Linked DNA regions of Gasterosteus aculeatus: regions 2 and 3 are each linked to region 1. The links are chromatin contacts, called in public Hi-C maps. All regions are on one chromosome and are shown on one strand. The core of a region is the stretch at or near the end of the contact, and the rest is flanking DNA. Distances in the headings are between cores, read along the strand shown.

Region 1 (4,366 bases), core at 474-2,973:
GGGTAACATGTGTGTCGGTACCAAACTAAATTATTGCGGGACTTGTTGGACCACAGGTGTCTGTTCAATATGTCATCACAATTAGTTGGGATATTTCGGTCCGGTCCAAGGTGGTGGACCCATCCATAACCTCAGTGGAGCTTTCAGTGACCTCATCCTGGTCGTAGCCGCCTGACCATGGTTAGCTTTAACACTGGACACAGATGAGTACAGATAACTAAAGTTGTATTTTAAAGTCATACCTGGGAGACAAGGCAAGGCAACTATATACATGGGGTTTTGTAACACCACACACACACCTACACACCCACTTTACTCTTAACTACCTCCATGGTTCATACAGAGCAACCGTCCCACTCAGTATATTAGAATAATGACACGGCGAGCCCACTTCTAGTGAGGGGGATGAGGACACCCGGCCAGCTCAACAACAGCCGCGGCAGAGTGGATAACACACAAGTGTGAATAATACCTTCACAACTAAGCATGAATCTCCTCATACGGACACAATTTTTCAAAGATCTTGGTGCAGGCTTTGTAATCTGATGCATAAAGATGAAGAGATAATCTGAAAATGTGCAGTCACTTTGTTAAACTGAGGTTAAATCGGGCTGGGACTGTGCTTGCATTGTTGTTTTTTCCCTTTGTGGCAGATGATTAATGCGCATGTGGTGCAAAATGTCGGTGAGTTGACTTGTAAGCTAATTAAAATCAAAGACCTCTCAATAAGTAAAATGTATACATTTTTCTGCATCTTTTACGGTCCTGATGAATTGCAATTAAATTCTACTGAGTGATTTACGGCTGATTTTAGTAAAAACAACAACAACAACAACAGTAAAATCCAATTAGTAAGCCAATGGAATGTGTTGGAATCAACTTAATATGGTTACGAGCTACACATTGTCTATTGTACATAGGTTAGCAATATGTATTTGTTAAATATGAATTAACCCCAATTGTAGTTTTTTTTACAGTGTTGTTGAAAACCGTGTGAAAATGTAATTAGACACCAGATCGGTTCAACAGATCAGAGCAAAACGGATCTGAAGTGTGTGACTGAGCAGATTTATAGGTAAGGACTTATCTATTTTACAGCAGCTATTCAGAAAGTGGGGGAGCCACAGCTGGCACCCCAGGGTGTCCCCCTGTATGTCTCCACAGGGAAGAGCTTAATCTGATTACCAAAGTATTTTACCATGAGCTCACGAAAACAAATGTGTAAACACGTTTTTCCACAGCTAGACTTGAGGCTAGGACCTTCTAAAGTCTAAGTAAACCCCCAAAACTGCAAGTGCTCCTGAAAGCAAAAGGAATTGTCTTGTGTTAAGCTGCTATTCAGTTAGTGAGGAGATTGGGGGGTTGGGGCCTGACATTTACATGATAATTAGGGAACAACCACTTTCCCCCATTAAACTCCTTTTTTTTTTTTTTTTTACCTTGAAATGACTAATTTTGCTCTAAGAAAGTTTGAAAAAAACACATACAACTATACCATTAATGTAAGGTACCAAAAAGACTGTTGCTCAGGCACAATAAAATAGAATGTTATAACCTCAGCCTGCTGGTGACCACTCGTGTCTCCTTGACATCCCCACCGACGCACACGCAGCCTCACCAGCGAAAATGAAAACGCACAATTTATTGTCACGATTACTGTAAAACTGCCGGTTGCAATTACCACCGAACACAACGGGAGTCCATAAAGATAACATGGCCGAGGGGCCACGGGGGGCCCGAGGGGCCGGTGTGGGGGTGGTGGTCTCACCGGCGGTTCGAAGTTGCCGCTGAACGGAGGGGGGGGAGACGACGACGACGTGATAGGCTGAGAGGACGAGGCTGGGGAAGAAAGGAGCCGAGCGCAGTCAGTAGAGCGGTGCCGCTGGAGAGCCCGAACGTCGAGCGCAGCCTCCGGCTTTTTCAACGACGACGACGACCAAAAACAACAACAAAAAAACCGGGACGCGTCACGTTTTTTATATTTTTATTTATTTATATTTGTATTTATTCAGTTCTCGTCGCGTCGTCGCCTCGAACAGGATGTAACTTGCGGGCGCGAGCTGAAGTACATTCATGCATTTGGAAGGAGCCGGGAGCGAGTGCGCGCAGACGAGACGCCGAGCTGTTTTGGCGAATGGAACTTATTGCCGTGCGTTTGTTTTGACTATGGACTATTTATCCCCAAGCGGCTCCGGGTCCAGTCCCTCTCTGTCCGTCGTCGACCCTTGATTTTTTTTTTTTGGGGGGGGGTGGGGGATTTACATCCGAATAGTTTTTAAAGGGAAAACGCCGAAGGAGGATTCTGCAAGAGCCAGCGAGCTTCTCCCCCCCCCCTACAGAGCCGGGGATTTAAATCGTCATTTGGTGGTGCTCCGAGACCGAGGCGAGAGTCAAAAGAAAAGAAATCCATGTGGCCATTCTCTCTATAGCCAAACATTTTTTTGGGGGGGGATTGCATAATGAGCAAGGGAAGACCTAAGAGGAATATCATTCAAAAGAAATACGTAAGTAAAGCAATCGCTATATTCAAGTTCTGCCTCGCTCGTTTCGATGAAAATGCTCGAACTTTGGAGTCGCGCACTGTGAAGGTTACCAGCGAGGCTGCTGCGTAAAGGTGACGACTGTGAGCGTGCGAACAATTACATGCTTTAAAAACATGCATTTAAAGGGACCGCGATGTTTATTCAGGGTCCGCGCTGCAGCGTTTCTTCCACATCAGGCGTGTTTGAGGCTATTTGCTTTGAGGGGGGGGGGGGCGGCTTCGCTCGTCTTGACTCGTTTTAACGCGTGATGTTGCTGTGTGTGTGTGTGTGTGTTTGTTTGTGTGTGTGTGTGTGTGTGTGTGTGTTTGTGGGTTCGTGCTCGGTCTCCGGCTATGAGATAAAGCCGTTTAAAAAAGGATGTGCATTTCGAAAGACTTGGGCAGGGGAGGGGGGCAACTGTTTCCAGAAAGGGGCTTTTGTTCGCGGCCCCTCTCCGTCCTCCCCGGAGCCGTGAACGCGAGCCCGTCGGCCATGGCTCGGCTCGGCTCGGCTCGGCTCTGCATGGCTCGGCTTCCATTTCGTCCCGATGCCGCATTTCACCCCACGAACCGAGTTCTTTATACCGTGACGCGATCTGAGCACCCGTCACCTCGCCGAAGCCTACGTGCAGAGTTGTGTTCAATGTAGGCGGTCTGTCCCTGTGTGTGCGTGTGTGTTGAATGGCAAAGCGACGTGTTTCGCCGACTGTTGTGGCTCTTTAATTTTCTCCATAAAGAGTGGAGGGAAGGGGGGGGGGGGGTCAGCGTGTTCGTTCAATTCCCGACTCGCGGCACGAGGACTCTGTTGTTACGCCATTAGTCTCACCGGGAGTCCGCCGGTGTGTGTGTGTGTGTGTGTGTGTGTGTGTGTGTGTGACCTCTGCTTAACAGAACCGGTATTGCAGCAGCCCGTTTAGGAATAACTCGTGTTTGCCCTGCGGCGGTTCTGGTCCTCGGTTACCGAATTCGACGTTTAAGCCGCACGTCACGCGCCGCAGTTGAGCGCAATGTTTCCGCATGATCCGATCTCCTTCTTTTAAAGCGGCTGTGTTCTCCAGTCGCATTGCAGGGGCTCGTGTGTGCGCGTGTGTGTGTACCAAGCGATACCGAGAAAGCGACCATTTTATTTCTGCAAGTGTCACGGGCAGGGTTTCCCGGGGACACGCGGGTCCGCGTGAACCCAACACGTGTAAGGTTGTAAAGTGTCCCGATCCCTCCGCGCGGGTCGCTTCTCACGGACGCCACGACGCTCTGCGGGTTCTCTTCTCTCTCCCCCCGCGTTTCTTGTCTTTCCAAAGTTTGTTGCACTTATTTGGCGTATTTACGGATTGCTGCCGTTAATTATCGTCACAAGACACCGTAGTTTTCGTTTATTGGTACGTGGAATTCCTGCTTATGGCCCCCGAGCTCTCCGTCCCCGTCCAAACAGCACGTGGAGTGTCTTCTCCCCCCTGCAGACAGTTAGTGGCTGATTTACATCTTTCTAACAACGTCTACAGTGTGCTGGAGGAAGCTGAGCAACAGGTTCGTAGAAGCGAGGGGACAATACGACTAAATACAAAGAGGGTTCTTCCCCGTCAATTCGTGCTTTGATCTTTATATAATTGTTTCCCTCAAGAAGCACAGCGAATCAATTTGTATTAAGAACATTTGTGTGTGTGAACCACAGGATAGGAACCTCTCGTCAAGCCTTTTGGATTTGTTCCTATGACCGGTCCACTGTGTGGTAACTTATTAAAGAGGAGAAAAGGGCAAATATCTGTCTTCAAAACAAAATGTATAAGCAACATACATTTTCTGTTCCGTCATAGCCACTAAAACACTGTGCTGAAATGTACGGGCATC
Region 2 (4,366 bases), core at 667-3,166, 63 kb after region 1:
TTTCTCCCCTCGGCCTCTCACGTGACCCGTATGTAGCGACCCTCACAGAGAGACGGACACGGGAGAATGTCAGCAGAGCCCTTGAGGTTGTGTGGAAGTGCGAGTGTGTTGAAGTGTGTGCGTGAGCCAATGCTCACCACTGACGTCCTGCTCATCTTCTGTGTGTGTGTGTGTGTGTGTGTGTGTGCATTATGGGTGTACGGTGAGACACAGCCGCGTTAGCTTGGTTAATCTTTTTAAAGGGACAAGTCTTGGACATCCTCTGAAACCCCCAAATCCCCTTTTAAGATCTAGATGCACGTCTATGCGGTGATCTGACCTCCACAAACATTAGGCTGCCTCCCGTCTGCAACCCGGAAGCCCCTGACAGCACCTCTGGCTATATTATGCAAATCACCAAAGCGTCATCTCCTCGATTATTTCTCTCAATTTCATTCAAACTCACTTTTCAAAGTAATTGTAATTGTACGTTCAGCAACCTTTTTCTCTCCCAAACCCCATCGGTGAGGATTCCTGGGAGCTGTCCCAGGTCAAACGTTCAGTGTTTATAGACACACACACACACACACACACACACACACACACCTACACACCCGCTGCAGTGTTTGCTTTTCTTATCTGGTAAACAATACGCATTCACCCCACAAGGCTTCTATCATGACTGCAGCTGACAGCTACATAAAAGCAGTTAAAACGTGGAGCATTTCAGTCTGTAAAGTGAGCAACAAAAACTCTTGTGTCAGTCCGTGTTGTGAAAACACAATTTAAAGGGATGCTTTAACGCCGAACACATTTCCCCATTGAGCAGCTGAATGTCGGTACTATCGGAAAACGGTTCAAACATGAAACTGCGCACAAAAGGTAGTCGGATTACCTTGATTAACCGCGTCGTTAGTTCCGACAATAGAGTTTCGTTTGTTCAAATATACTTTCCTCCTTTGGCGCTCTGAGCACCAGAGGCCGAGTGTGATCCGTTATGTTTTAGAGGATGTAGGAAGGGATGCATTCAGAGAGACGGTATCTCCAAAGCCAACAATCTAATTGAATAAATAGCTCTATAATTATGAGGGAAAAGATGTATTGTATGATTTCTGCGGTGAAACAGTCCCTTTTTAAATCACAATGTCACGATACCAAGTTCAGCTTTCACAACAGTTGTTTATTTTTTGTTGCTTATTTTACAGCTTCAGATCAGTTTTATGTGCTTTTTAGCCCTCAGCATGACGTCTCACTCATTCTGCATGATACTCTGGCTCATTTCTCTATCCAAGTTTGTAAAAAAACGTATTCTCTCGGGATTACAGCCCCCACATTAATGAAGCGGGTAGCTGCTGTATCTGAAGACAGCATTCTGATGCAACGTGGGAGTAACCGGACAGAGAAGTAAAAAAAACAAAAACAAAAAAAACCAAAACAGGATTTGTTTCTTGTGTTTTAAAAGGATGCGGATCATGTGTGCTCACCACCCACACTGTCTACGGCTGGTATTCTGTATTTATCTGACTGCTCATCTCGTCCTCCTGCAAACACACACACACCAGCGGAGTGCTCAGGCCATGCCCGTGCACTCAGAATGGTGTTTATGTGTGTGGTCCAGGCCTGTCGTTGCTCTGTTTATATCCACGGAGAAAGCCATTTGGGTGGAAGCCAGACAGTCCGCCTCTGGCTCCGTCTACCTCTGGTAACACGCAGGGTGCACTGATGCCGTCGGCCAGTTGGGGGCAGCACTGCCAGCAGCAGAACGTGGTCTATTTCTGGCCCACGCCAGGTTCTCCCCAAATGAAGCTGCCCACTGTTTAAGGCAATGGCCCCAATGTTTCAGGAAGGATCGCTGTCATGGATGTACACTAGACATTCAAGTGTCAGTGGTTACACTCTTACTTTGTTGTTTTCTTGCATCTTTAAAGTATTCATCAATATATATCGGGCACGGTTTGTTTTTTTCAGGGCTTCTTTTCACATCCACATAGAACAGATAAGAACAGATTAGGGTGTAAATGAATAACTGTCTGTGCACACACACACACACACACACACACATCCTGGAAAAGAGTCCCTTACATAAGATCCATTTTAAGGAGTGCGCCTTTCTTTCCAATTGTGTGCGTGTGTCCGTATTCCAGCAGCGCGTGTGTACCGTTTCCACCTAGTACCCCTCTGGGCCTTCTTCCACGCTCGCCAGCGCCAGCGGGGTGCCTTTCCTCTCCGGTTCAGCGGGTTCCTCTGCTCTACTTGCATAACCTCCGGCACTGACCTGCTGAACCAGAGACCTCAGATTCTGAGTATGTGATCACACATGTGAGCAAATGTGGACTTTTCACATCTGGTTTTTGAGGAAAATACTACCAATGCCGGGTACTGGGCTTTGGGACGTCTGTCTCTGCAGTGGGGTTGTTAGATGTGAGTTTTGTTTGATGGTGTTTTTACTGTGTGTGAATCAGCTTTAACTAAGAGCACATTTCTGCTCCTGGGAATAGGGTTTCAAGTCTGACAGCGACTCATGAGGCTCTCGAGTACATTGTTGCTGTGACAAGTGAATTTCCCTCAGGGACCAGGAACTTTTCTTTCTCTAATGTACGATTGCTATTTGATAAGCCTGAAAGCTACAGTTGTGACTCTCTTGTCACTCACGATGCAGAGGTCGGTCACACAAGCAAGACAGATTCAGCTTTTTCCCTCAAGTGCACATCCACTGTTTGTGGGGTTTGTGTTCTGACATCAAGAAATGTAAATTGGAAAAGTAATCCGTCACCCTCTCAGTGGCTTGTACGCTTTCTCTCTACTGTTCCTTCACTATTGACTTATACACAGTTTGTCAGCGCTCAGCTGTAGTAAAATAACCCACATAGTCCTTTCTGACCCCAACCCTTAAAACCTCCCTCCCCCTTCCTGTGCACTCACGTGGCCCTTTCAGTGTGTCCCCACGGCAGCTAAAGCCTCCTGATTGACTATTTAAATAGTCGTCATTGTTTCAGTTTCAGTTAAGGGGACAAAAGAGAGCCCCCCGCCCCCCCCCTCCTCGCCCATCAGCCACCCAAGAGCCCCCTTAGAAAATGACAATTCCAATAGAATGTTTGAGACCTAATTATGATTTGTCTGAGCACGGAATGAGGTGGAGGAAAAGGTGGTGTAATTGGGAGGGGGGCCTTCAAGAAGCACTGGGATCTGTCTTTTTATGCGTGTACATATATGGGCATGCACGCGTGTTCTCTGTGAGCTGGCCGGATGGAATTAGGGTCTCCGGTGGTCCTGTGTGTCGGTCTCTTTGTGTCCCAGCTGCATTTTGGGGATCTGAGATCTGTGCTGTTGTTGCATCTGTTTCTATTGGACGTCTGGTTCTGGTCTTCTAGCGCTCTGCTGCTCCTTGCAGCCTTTAAAAGAGGAGAAAAACATTTCTGTGTTTCATACATTTGTTCTATTTCACACTCCGCTCCACCCCTTCCCCTTTTCAGTTTCTACTCTGTCTGTTCTTACCATAAAAATGAATGAAGGTTTTCTTTTCTTCCCAAACCCAGAAAGCTGCCCAGTTAAACTGTTTCCCAGAAGTATTGTTAAGTTGCACACTCACTTCCTGCAATATATTTCAACGTTTTTATCTCCACTTCCCTGCAGTTCCTAAACAAACACACGCACTCCTCCCTCCATTTCTAGCCCCGGGTGCCCCTGTGGTCTGTTTGCTATTGGCCCTCTGACCCCTGTTCAGAGCGGTAAATTACAGCCATTTAGCTAATGAAGCAAGTCATTAGAAGCTGATTGGGTCGTGTGTGTGTGTGTGTGTGTTTGGTCTGAGAGGAGCGTTTGCTCTGTCGCCAAGATGAACGAGGTGTCTGTGCGTTGTGCTTCTTTGTGTGGCGCTGCGCAGTGGCACGCAAACATCCGCCATTCCTGCAGCCCGATACACAAAATCAGAAAACATTCAAATAATAGTACACAAATATGGAGTGTTTTGAGTTGTCCTTTCTTTAAGGCAGCTAAACGACATGTTGCTGCTTTCCCAGACAGCAGTACATTGCTCTGCTTTTAGGTAATCCACTGAGAGTAGGTAAGAGCCTTGTACAACCGTACTTCAAATAATCCCAACCAACTCGCCGTAACAAGTCCTTTCTCATTAGGAAAGCCCGGGTCAGGAGGTCAGGGGGTCATTTATGTAGTGAGTGTCTACGCTCACTTACAAATGTTTCTGAGCTCGTCTCCGCTGTCCACTTACAGTGTAAATGTGTATGTTTCTGCACATATATTCATTTATGCTCTCACTCTAAAAGCGATATCCAAATCTATATAAGGACCTCAGGAACTATCTGTGAAGCTGCTGATTCTAACAATAATTAAGATATATTCCTGAAGTATTCTTTTATAAAATATAGTA
Region 3 (4,366 bases), core at 566-3,065, 39 kb after region 1:
TATATAGTGTATATCATTATGAATGAACCTTAATTTGACCCTTTTTAAATTTCTGGTTTCCATCTCTTCTGTACAGTGAACAGTGATGTTAGCGTGTCTTTCTGTGTCACACACACACACACACACACACACACACACACACAGCTAGAGCACAACACACCGGCCCTGTGATCCCCTTAAAGGAACAGTGGGAATAAAAGCACAGTAGGAAATTTCACTCATACTTTGAGTATTTCTCAGAATGCTGGTGTTGCGCTGCTGATTGTTCTGCCGTACTGACTAAACTCTTACGTATCCCACTTTCTCTTTCCACCTTCCCACTTCCCGTTTTGTCTATTACGCAGTCGATGCGATCCACTTGTTTCCCCATCAGCTGTCAGTTATTGGATTTGTCTGCTGTGGGGGGAGGAATGTTGAGTACGCCTGGGGTTATGATGTGGAACCAGCTCCCCTTTTCATCCAGTTAGACCAGCAGATACAGATGCAGTGATGGATTGACGCCGCTCAGACTCTTGACTTTTTATCCTTTTATACTTAACATTTGCTCTTTCACTGTTGATAAAACAGTTTTTCTTTTTTACTTGACTTTGAGTAGCGAAGATTTCCATTCGTGTTTTGGTAGACGGCTTGTGGAGTAAAATGTTTGAATTACCCCAGCGTTGTTGCAGCGTGCGTGTGCGTGTGTGTGTGTGAGACAGTGGAAGAGGTAGAGGCATGCCCTTAAAGCACAGTAACTCCATGGATGCATAAAAGGTATCCGCCTGTGTCTTTGTGTGTTTTCTGCGGGTCGGTGGGATTACCTGTGTGTACCATAGGGGGGGGTTGGTTGGGTTGGCGGGTGACAGTAGGCACATAGTGCTCCTGATGCATCACTGGGCTACACACACACACACACACACTCTTGTGTGCACAGAAAAGGTCCCTGCGCTCATTAGTGGGATTCCACCAGCCTGATGGGAGCTGGACGGGGTCTAGTGTGTGTGTGTGTGTGTGTGTGTGTGTGTCGGTGCCAGGTAGCACTCGGCTGCTCTGTGTAAGAACTGTCTCTAAAGAGCTCTGGCAATACCTCAGAAATATGCACACTGCGCTGTCTGAGAGTCTGCGATGCAACACGATTTGGTCTCATCGCGTATTTGAGTAGATGTTTCCCCTCCTCTGTCATGCTTCACTTAGCGCTCTGGCAAGCAAGAGCGTCTCCGGAAGGATTCTGCATGTTATTCCTGTCCATCACTTCTTTATTTACTTATTGTCGTACCTGTAGAGCACATAGATGTAGGCGGGAACTCGCTTTTGTGGACAGCGAAAGGAGAGCAACGCCTTGAGATGGGGAAACCCCCTCGAAGGTCAGAAAAATAATTAACCTGCAGTGTTGGTGGCGAGAACCCATTTACAAGATGACCCGAGATGACCCCCGGCGAGGTTTCAGGGCACGGCAGCTGTAATAGAGCCGAGTTTTAAAACCTGTTCTTCCCCCTCAGCTGATGAAACGTCACTCAGCATTTTCTTCCCTTCTGCTCAGATGATGTCTTTTGTTGCTATGTGTACTTGGAGCAGGAACTCTCGCTGGGCCGCTGTGAGGAAACCTGAGGAAAAAGAAATGCAGATTACAGCACTTCTTTTGTCTTCTTAGTACAGCCGTGCGTATGTGTGTGTGTGTGTGGACAAGGATGCAATCGAAACACTATATGTATATTGGGTTTGTAACCCACAGATATAGTGTGTGTTCATATGTGTGTCACCGTGCATTTGGCCCTGTGACACTCTACGAGGGGAAGGGTGCCAGTGAGCTGTCTCACTGTGAGCTGTAATTGCTGCTTCCCTGGCAGGCTTTTGCACACGTGCTTGTGCACGCGCAGCCGACCCATGCGCAGAATGGATTAGATGACATTAACCGCAGGGGAAAATGGAATAAATGAATACTTGCACGACCTCTCTTGCTGGCAGTGACAGTGTGACGGTCGCGGCCGCGCGGCGCGCGCTGCACGCCACCTCCACCGTGGCTCGGCTTCCTGTCCGTATGCGGGCTGTCACCAATCCGCTCCATCATGTGCAGACACGCAGCGTTTAATCGTGCTTTTAATTTTAATCAGCTTTTAATCTTGCCCCCCCCCCCGCCCCCCCACTCACCACCTTAGCTCGGCTGAGGCCTCATCCTCGATAAGCGAGCTTATTTTCATCTGCTGAAGAGACGAAGAGCGAACAACACAAAAGCACGATAAACAAACCGAGTCTTCAGCCCTGTCAGAAAATATTTGGACTTGTGAAATGAATCAAGTGAGTGAATGAGGTCGCATCATTTTTCGTAGGAATCCAGGAGCCGTGCACACCAAATTCTTTGTGATTTGACTGTGATTGAAACCCTCACCCACCTGTGGCTTTCAATTTGGCTTTCTGTGAATTAGACCGTAAACAGTGGTGACACAGCGAGGCTCATCTTGGTCTACGGTCACTCACACAGAGTGTGTGTGTGTTCATTTCAAAGTTTTGCAGCTATGATAAGCCGTGAGGCGCTCGCACTGATCAGAAAGCATCATTTATCCATCATCACAGCGTGTCAGCACTGGACCACGGTGCTTGCTGGATGAGAAACGTTTTGTGTTTAATTCATTAACATGCATTAGTCTTCTATTTTCAGCCCTTCCAGCTGAAATCCACACGCCCCAGAGCTCAACTAGAGAAACGCTATTTCCAGTTGCCATCATTTATTAATACCTCTTTGTTGTCGCTCATGTCCTAATGTCATTTCCTTTAGTCATTAGCGTTGTTCGACATCAAACACAGCTGCGGCAGTAATGCGCGTAGAGGAAAGGGGGAAGAGAAGCGCGGCTATCGCTATCGGACGCTCGCTAAAGACCCTTTTTCACGTTGCTCGTTGCAGTTGAATGTTGTTTCTATTCAGCCGCTGAAGTTCTCAGTGCGAGCAATGTCGTTTGTTGAATGAGGTTCTAATATGCTGTACATTTTGCCGTCATGTTGGCCATGTCTCGGGGAAGGATTGTTGTGCGTGTGTGTGTGTGTGTGTGTGTGTGTGTGTGTGTGTGTGTGTGTGTGTGTGTGTGTGTGTGTGACTTCTGGTGACCTCTTTGACAATAACCTCTTCTGTCTCACTCGCGCCCGGAGAGATTAGCAACACATGAACTCGCCGTCCCGTGATGATTTCTACCTATTCATTACCACATCGCTCTTCTATAGTGGCATTGAGCGGAGCTGCAGTCCTTTTGCTCATTGTTATGCAAATGCTTTGCCCTGTGTGTAGCTGCAAGCTAACGCTGTGTTATCCTAGTGTTGTGTCGCGCTAATGTCGCGATACAGCAAGAAATGGCAGGGAATGATTTTACACAATGTTTTACGATTGTGTTACGTTTTCCTTGTGTGGCCAAAGGGGGCTTGTTCAGATTTGTTTTGGCACCACGACTGATAGACACTTTTTTTTCCCTTTGCTGTTATTTAAGTGATGAAAGAAAAAAACAACTTTACTGCTTTCAGTCAGTTAATGTTACGTTATGCTGACCCGTCCTTTTTCTCTGGATGTTTCCGCAGGATGACAGTGATGGGATCCCGTGGTCAGAGGAGCGGGTTATGCGAAAAGTGCTTTACTTGTCCCTAAAGGAGTTTAGGAGCGCACAGAAACGGCAGCTCGACGGTGATGGACCCCCAAACTCCAATGGTAAGTGTCAGCAATGCTTGTAGTGAGCACGTCTCAGGGTCACTTTTCATAGAGTCCAAATGTTGAGACTGGCAGCCTTTTTATGTGTATGTGACCACGTTTGGTGCTATTTTTCAAATATTCATTTCCTGTGGTAACGTTGTGACATCTTGGTAGGGCTTCATGCTGTGTTCCCCTTTGATTGTCATCCAATGAGTCCCAACTACAGTCAGCTTCAGTTACCGGTTTGCAAAAAAAATATGTAGGTGGAAATAAAATCCCTCTTTTTCAGTTTGTTGCTGCTATCATTCAATACGAGTGGTTGTTACGGTGATGATGAGTGTTGAGGGGGCGTTTCAATTTACTTTGGGTACGCATTGGATAGGCATTTTAGGCAAATTATTCGGAATGGTACGGTTACCTTAGGTTGTCCGAGGTTTAGACCGATCTTTGAACATCCAGTACCATTGCGTGCCAGCCCAAGAACAAGTTTGATCAACCACTTTGCTCTGACAATAGATATAGATGTTAGAAAACATTTATCCAGTACTCATCTTTACGTGGCTCAAGTCCATTCAAATTGAACAAAAGGCAGACACCACTGCAGGCGATCTATCAATTTGACATGCAGAAAACTTTTGCCTTGTTTTGATTAAATGAAAGCAAAGAACCGGCTGCCCTGGCATTTTGTGGCGTAAATGTCAGAGTTGCCAATTCTGT

What was found. A called contact is a pair of places that touch in the nucleus more often than the background predicts.
Region 2: a Hi-C map of liver shows a contact between it and region 1, with 1.7 times the contacts expected there. The contact joins the enhancer-like site here to the promoter of jarid2b in region 1. A contact is called at or near these places in 3 of 6 Hi-C or Micro-C datasets (liver, skeletal muscle and whole body).
Region 3: a contact with region 1 is called in a Hi-C map of skeletal muscle, with 1.9 times the contacts expected there. The contact joins the enhancer-like site here to the promoter of jarid2b in region 1. A contact is called at or near these places in 2 of 6 Hi-C or Micro-C datasets (skeletal muscle and whole body).

What each region holds. Positions count from the first base shown.
Region 1 is chr10:7,375,248-7,379,613 of fGasAcu3.hap1.1, reverse strand. It overlaps jarid2b (jumonji and AT-rich interaction domain containing 2b), which reads left to right and starts at 1,723. Exons shown (of 19, transcript XM_078081402.1): 1 at 1,723-2,504. The coding sequence starts at 2,460.
Region 2 is chr10:7,312,106-7,316,471 of fGasAcu3.hap1.1, reverse strand. The region is part of intron 5 of jarid2b (jumonji and AT-rich interaction domain containing 2b); the gene reads left to right. Among protein-coding and RNA genes, the nearest start is that of LOC120826105, 19 kb to the left of the region's middle. Within about 2 kb of position 1,916, at least 4 of the 9 cell types and tissues checked have open chromatin away from gene starts, as enhancers often do. A contact at or near this core is called in liver, where this site is marked.
Region 3 is chr10:7,336,625-7,340,990 of fGasAcu3.hap1.1, reverse strand. It overlaps jarid2b (jumonji and AT-rich interaction domain containing 2b), which reads left to right. Exons shown (of 19, transcript XM_078081402.1): 2 at 3,541-3,667. Among protein-coding and RNA genes, the nearest start is that of LOC120826105, 5.2 kb to the right of the region's middle. Within about 2 kb of position 1,815, at least 5 of the 9 cell types and tissues checked have open chromatin away from gene starts, as enhancers often do.